2 separate regions of the Mus musculus genome follow, and region 2 is linked to region 1. The links are chromatin contacts, called in public Hi-C maps. All regions are on one chromosome and are shown on one strand. The core of a region is the stretch at or near the end of the contact, and the rest is flanking DNA. Distances in the headings are between cores, read along the strand shown.

Region 1 (3,087 bases), core at 168-2,667:
CTTGTCCTTGTTCCTTCTTTTTGTGTCCCTTTGAATAACAGGCCTGGGTCACTCAGGTACACAGCCCCTGTGAGCAGCGTGTGACTTGCTCTTAGGGACACGGCTGATTTTGCATATGATTCTGAAGACAAGGCCTGGGGTCAGCGTCTCCCCCGGGGCTGATTCCCAAGAGGACTGGGTCTGTTCTGAAGGCCGCTGCTTCAGCCTATTTCAGAGGGTGGTAGTGTGAGGGCACCACCCTATGAACTTCATCCATGTAGGAAGCAGTAGATGGGCCAAGGATGAGGTCTTCTTAAAGCTGGGCTTCCTTATGCCGGGGCTGCAGAGATGCTCAGCAGTAAGGAGTGCTTGTTGCTCTTCCCGGGGGACCTTAGTTGAGCTCTCAGCATCCCTATTCAGTGGCTCACAACTGTCTGTAGCTCCAGCTCCAGGGTATCCAGTGCCCTTTTCTATCCTTTACAGGCAGCAACACACTTGTGCCATGCACACGTATACAAAGGCAAGCATACATGCACATAAATATAAATAAAATCTTACAACAGAAAAATAAGCTGGGAGTCACTCCAAAGCTGCCTGTCATCCATCTACCTGGATCTCTTCGTTCCTGACTTGTGGGACCATCCCCCGGTGTACCTATAACAGCTTCCTTTTACCTTTAGTGAGATGCCCCCATCACCTGCAGAGAGCACTGGGAGGAGGGAGTCCCTTCCATCAGGCAGCCTCAGAGTACGCCTTTCAGTGGCCTCTCACTCTGTCATTTACCCCTTACCTCAGCCATGGGGAACAGAGGCAGGTCTGATCAGACCCTCAGCGTGGCTTTGCTACACAGTAGTCAGCCAGGAAAGCTGTGGTTTTCATCATCTGAATGTTTACTTCACCGAGTGGCCGGAGGTTTTGCTTCTTATCTTTTGTAGACACCAAATAATTTATTGCCGAGACCCACCCTGGCAGGCGCTACAGTCTTCTGAACTTCTAAAAGGTCATCTGCACTCAACCCAAACCACTTGCTCAAAGCCTCTTTGAACTCTGGCTGCACATGATATTTCCCCCCCCCCCTTTGGCAGGGGGTGGGGAAGAAACTGGGAGCTTCAGGGAAAATAAGGCCCGTCCAGCCCTCAGCCACAAACGTCTTTCTTCCCAGCTTGCTTCAGATTACAGCCTGGAATACATGTGTTTCTGTTCCTTAATTCTATTCCCTCTTAACTTCCTCCCTTTAATTTGGAGCTCTGAGAATTTTCTAGATAGTCACTGACTACCAGTCTAATTTGGCTAGCTCTCTTGGCTTCCCACCTGGGTGCCTCAGGCTGGTTTATTGGAACTCAGAGCCTTTTGGTCTCTACGAATTAGTCTAGAGCTGTGGGCTTTACTGGCCCATTGGTTAGAAATGCAAACATTTAAGCTCTCTGCCTCTCACGTCTGTTATTTCAGCAAATATTTAGAGTGCTTCTGTAGCAGATGCGGGACTAGCTCGGGATTATACACACATGGATCAGCAGTGGATAAGCCTGGCCCTGCAGAAGCTAAAGGTGTACAAGAAAGCTGGATCTTGACTTACCACTGTCACCCAGAGTGTTAATGCCACCACCAAGAAGGATGTGCAGGCTGCCTAGCAAGGGCATTCATAATGGGGCAAGCAGACCAGGAGGAGCCCATGTGCATGTTGGACCTAAAAGCCTGCACCAGTACACAGGTGTACCAGTGAGGCAGTGTTCCTCATGGAGTCAGGTTGCTGGGGACTTGGTGGATGATACATTGCTGTTGGGGTACAGGATACAAGAGGAATTAAAGACTAGAGAGTAGACCAAGAAGATTAAGGACTCATGGTGGAGGGTATCAGATAACTACAAACCTAAACTCTTCTGGAATTGGACTTCGTTCTCTAGCTAGAGATGAGCCACAGAACGGGCTTGTTTGTTTATTTATCTTATGTGTGAGTGTGTGCAACACAATGTGTGCGTGCATTGTATGCAAGTCTACCTCAGGTGAAATGTCCACTTTTTTTTTTTTTTAATTTTTGAGACAGACTCGTCAGAATTTGGAACTCAGTGATTCCACTATAGTGTCTGGCCAGCATGCTGGATTTCTGCATGGGTTCTGAGGACCACACTCAGGTTACGACATTTGGAAGGCAAACGTTTTATTGACTGAAACATACCCTCAGCTCCCATAAAAGTGTCGTACATAGAGGGTAATGACTTTGACCAGGTCAATGTGGGAAAAATCAAAAGTGCAAGGGGCTCCTGGACTGGGTACCTGGTAGAAAGGTTGGTTCTAGCCATACAGGGACTAAGGCTGTGCATGCTTGACCTCTCTGAAAAGAGAGGAGTGGACATTTTACAATCCCAACGAGTCTTTCCACAGAGAGGTTGGGTTCTAAGAAGCCTCACGTAGGTATGCGATTTGATGATTCTTGATGACGTAGAATCTCCCTGGAGTACTCACCTTCTCTGCTGTGGACAGACATTTCAGAACATTTTGAATCCTGATCAAACCCACTCCCGCTTTTGGGGCTTCCAGTGTGTACATAAGTGGGTATTTTGTGTCCCTAATTGAGGCATTGCATGTATAAGGACTAAGATTCCTCACTGAGTTCTCTCTTTGACACTGCATCAGGACTGCTCTGCTAGGAGACATCTGTGTCTGCTCCCTAGGGCGCATTGATAGGAATGGTTGGGTTTTGTAGACTCAATGGAAAACAATTCAGAATTTTGCATATTGCGTTCATATATTGAAAGCCCTTGTGTGTGTGTGTGTGTGTATGTGTGTGTGTGTGTGTGTGTGTGTGTGTGTATGTGTGTTCTGAGGAAGGCAATGGCAGTACAAAAGAGAAGGAAGTCAGGTGTGTCTGCCTCTACTCCATCCTCTTAGGCTTGGTGCCCAAAAGAAATCAATATTCTATATAAGTTTTTTTTAATTATTATTTTATATGTATGAGTATTTTGCCTGCCTGTATGTACCATGTGCATGCAGTGCCCATGGTAGCCAGAGGACAGCATCCGATCCCCTGAAACTGGAGTTCCACATGCTCGTTAGCTGCCATGTGGCGGCTGGGAATCAAACTCCAGTCCTCAGGAAGAATAGCCTCAG
Region 2 (2,883 bases), core at 201-2,700, 190 kb before region 1:
TCAGATCAAATAAATTAAAATAAAGAATATGAAGGATTTTTAATAATTTATCAAATAGATATATTTCAAACCCTTTTCCCAGAATATGATGCCCAAAGTCAGATTGGGAAAATGTATCCAAGCATGTCTGGGATGTTTGTAGAGGCAAATACACCTTAAACTCAAAGAAAATCTCTGTATTTAATGACCATAGTCATCAGATTATTGTCTTCAATCAACAGTCTACTGGCGGAAAATAAGGAGCTGCAGGGAGGCAGGTGCCTGAGTGTGCAGCTCCGTGGTAACAACGGGGGAAGGGGTGGAGGTGGAGGTGGAGGAGCACACAGTTAACATGGCACTGCTGGCCATGGAGTCACAGAGCTGACACTGACACAGAGGCACTGTCGCTAATGAGCTGAGATAGCCAAAAACTTGGTGCAACTAGAAAAATAACAAAAAAGTGAAGTTGCCAGAACATAAAATATAGGAAACTTTAACTTTTAAAAAGTAAAAAACGAGCCCATCTGTCTCCATTCAAAGCTATAGCCATACAAATAATGACCTAACTTTGTGGGGAGAGCCACAACTGTGACAACAAGCCACATAGCAAGGTGGGTCCTACATGCTGCTATCCATGATGGCTGATGCTGTGGTTCTTTTCACAGCAGCCTGGCGATGCTAACACACTTGCTGTAGCCATGCCCTTTTTGTTTGTTTGTTTGTTTAAAGATTTATTTATTATACATAAGTACACTGTAGCTGACTTCAGACGCACCAGAAGAGGACATCAGATCTCATTAGTGGTGGTTGTGAGCCACCATGTGGTTGCTGGGATTTGAACTTAGGACCTATGGAAGAGCAGTCAGTGCTCTTACCCACTGAGCCATCTCTCCAGCTCTAGCCATGCCTTTCGACTTAGCTGTTTCACTGAGCAGAATTTCTTCCTAGAAATTATTTCACATGAACATAAATATGTGTCGAGGATTTCTCTCATGGCCTGTGTTTATAACAAGTAGTGAGACTAGTGGAACAAGACCAGCTACTTGTAGCTGTAAAATTGAATAGCAGTTCCTATATGAAACAGTGGGTCTGTCCTTTTGTTTATTGTTGATTTGACACAACAGAGTCACTTAGGAAGATCAACCCTCAGTTGAAGAGTGGCCTGTATCAGATGAGCCTGTGGCCATGTCTGTGAGAGATTATCTTGATTGATGGTTGATGTGGGAGGGCCCCGCCCACTCGTAAGTGGCGCCAGGCTTAGGTCGGTGGGCCTGGACTATGTAAGAAAGCTAGCTGAGCTAGAGAATAAACCAGCTAGCAGTGTTCTTCCATGTTCCTGGTTCTAGGTTCCTATCTTGAATTTGTATGCAAATTTCCACAGCTTGTGACCTAAATGGGTAAGCCAGTTAAACCCTCTCCTCCCCGAAGTGCTTCCAGTCAGTTTCTGTCACAGCAAAGAAATGTCACTAGGGCGTGTTATGATGTTCCAGAGAGGAAGTACCAGAACAGTTGTGTGGCAGGCCCCAGCTTGTGAGAGTAGGGTATACAGCTCAAAAATATCCTGGCGTTTTAAATATTTGTTTTGGGTTTTGGTTTGTTTTGGGGGTGGTTACCTAAAAATGTCAAATAAGAAAAAGGGCCAATACTGGGCGGAAGTATACAGATCTTTTAAATTGTATACGTGTGTGCTGCCTGGTTTCTCTTTAGTTTTTGTTCTGTGTGTATTGTTTTTTGGTTTTTGTTTTTAAATTTTTCTCATTTTTAAGAAGTACATTGAAAGTACTTTCTTCCTGAGTTCTAGTTAGAAGCACTGCAGGCTGCAGCGTTTTCATGCTGTGTGTTCTGCTTTAAACGTGTTTCAGCACTGCTGAACTGAAAAAGGAACTCACACTTAACAGCAAGAGCTCTGTATGCCAGACCCACTGGGGTCTGACCAAAAGCACTGAGTGGAAACGCCGTGTGTGTCTTTTCTGTATCTAATAAAAGATGAGGAAGAAAGTCATGAAAGAGGTGTCCCCAAGAGAACCTAGAAAAATCCCAGAGTTAAAGCAAAAGCAAGTGGAAGGACTCAGAAAAGCAGCCAGAAATTAAAAAACAAACAAACAAAAATAGGAAGAGGTTGATGAGAAAGCCATACTGACTCCCCAGGGTAGGCCTGCTCAACTTCAGCATGCCGGAAGTAGTCAGAGTATACCATAATGAACGGAGGTACAACATCAGGCCAACTAGATCAATATTAGAGGCTAGACCAGAGTGCCGGTCTTCATGGTGTCCAGCCCCTCCTAAAAAAAAAAAAAAAGTATTATTGTCTCTGGCGCCTGGCCATCTCATAAGTATAAGAAGACTCTTCATACCTTGAGTCCCAATGGTGTGTGTGTGTGTGTGTGTGTGTCTGTGTGTGTGTGTGTGTCTGTGTGTGTGTGTATCTGTGTCTATGTGTATGTGTTTTCTTCAATATTATTATTGTTTTTTAAAAGGTATGTTTTTATTATATGTGTATGACTGTTTCTGCCTGCATGTATGTCTGTGCACCACAGTGCTAGGCAATGGGATTCTGAGCAGGCAGCTGTTACACTCCAGGACCCCCTGGTGTTGCCCTTTGGATTGCAAGGTGCCTGTAGCCTCCTTTTAGCCCTGCCAGCACCCATGGGGACTCTCACTGCTCTCAGTTCGCTCTTACTAAAGTTAACTCCACACTTGATTTGATGTTCTAGCTAGGAACATAACACAGGTAAATAAAAGAACTAAGAGAGATCTGTGTATATGGTTACTCCAGCAAACTAATGCGCTTTGTATAAAGCTATACAGACTGTGTAGAGGTGGCCAACACCTCTTTGATTGCTTATGCTTTGATTCAGTTTTTGAATTATTTCACATTAAGGTAGAGTTCATTTAGCTTTGTTA

What was found. A called contact is a pair of places that touch in the nucleus more often than the background predicts.
Region 2: a contact with region 1 is called in a Hi-C map of the G1E-ER4 cell line, with 2.0 times the contacts expected there. The contact joins two enhancer-like sites. A contact is called at or near these places in 3 of 484 Hi-C or Micro-C datasets (the G1E-ER4 cell line and nephron progenitors) and 2 of 9 other capture datasets (adipose tissue and liver).

Annotation. Positions count from the first base shown.
Region 1 is chr9:60,403,816-60,406,902 of GRCm38.p6, reverse strand. All of the region lies in intron 4 of Thsd4 (thrombospondin, type I, domain containing 4), which reads left to right. Among named protein-coding and RNA genes, the nearest start is that of 2010001M07Rik, 71 kb to the right of the region's middle. Within about 2 kb of position 1,417, at least 7 of the 459 cell types and tissues checked have an H3K27ac peak or open chromatin away from gene starts, as enhancers often do. A contact at or near this core is called in the G1E-ER4 cell line, where this site is marked.
Region 2 is chr9:60,594,123-60,597,005 of GRCm38.p6, reverse strand. All of the region lies in intron 15 of Lrrc49 (leucine rich repeat containing 49), which reads left to right. Among named protein-coding and RNA genes, the nearest start is that of 9230112J17Rik, 50 kb to the right of the region's middle. Within about 2 kb of position 1,450, at least 12 of the 459 cell types and tissues checked have an H3K27ac peak or open chromatin away from gene starts, as enhancers often do. A contact at or near this core is called in the G1E-ER4 cell line, where this site is marked.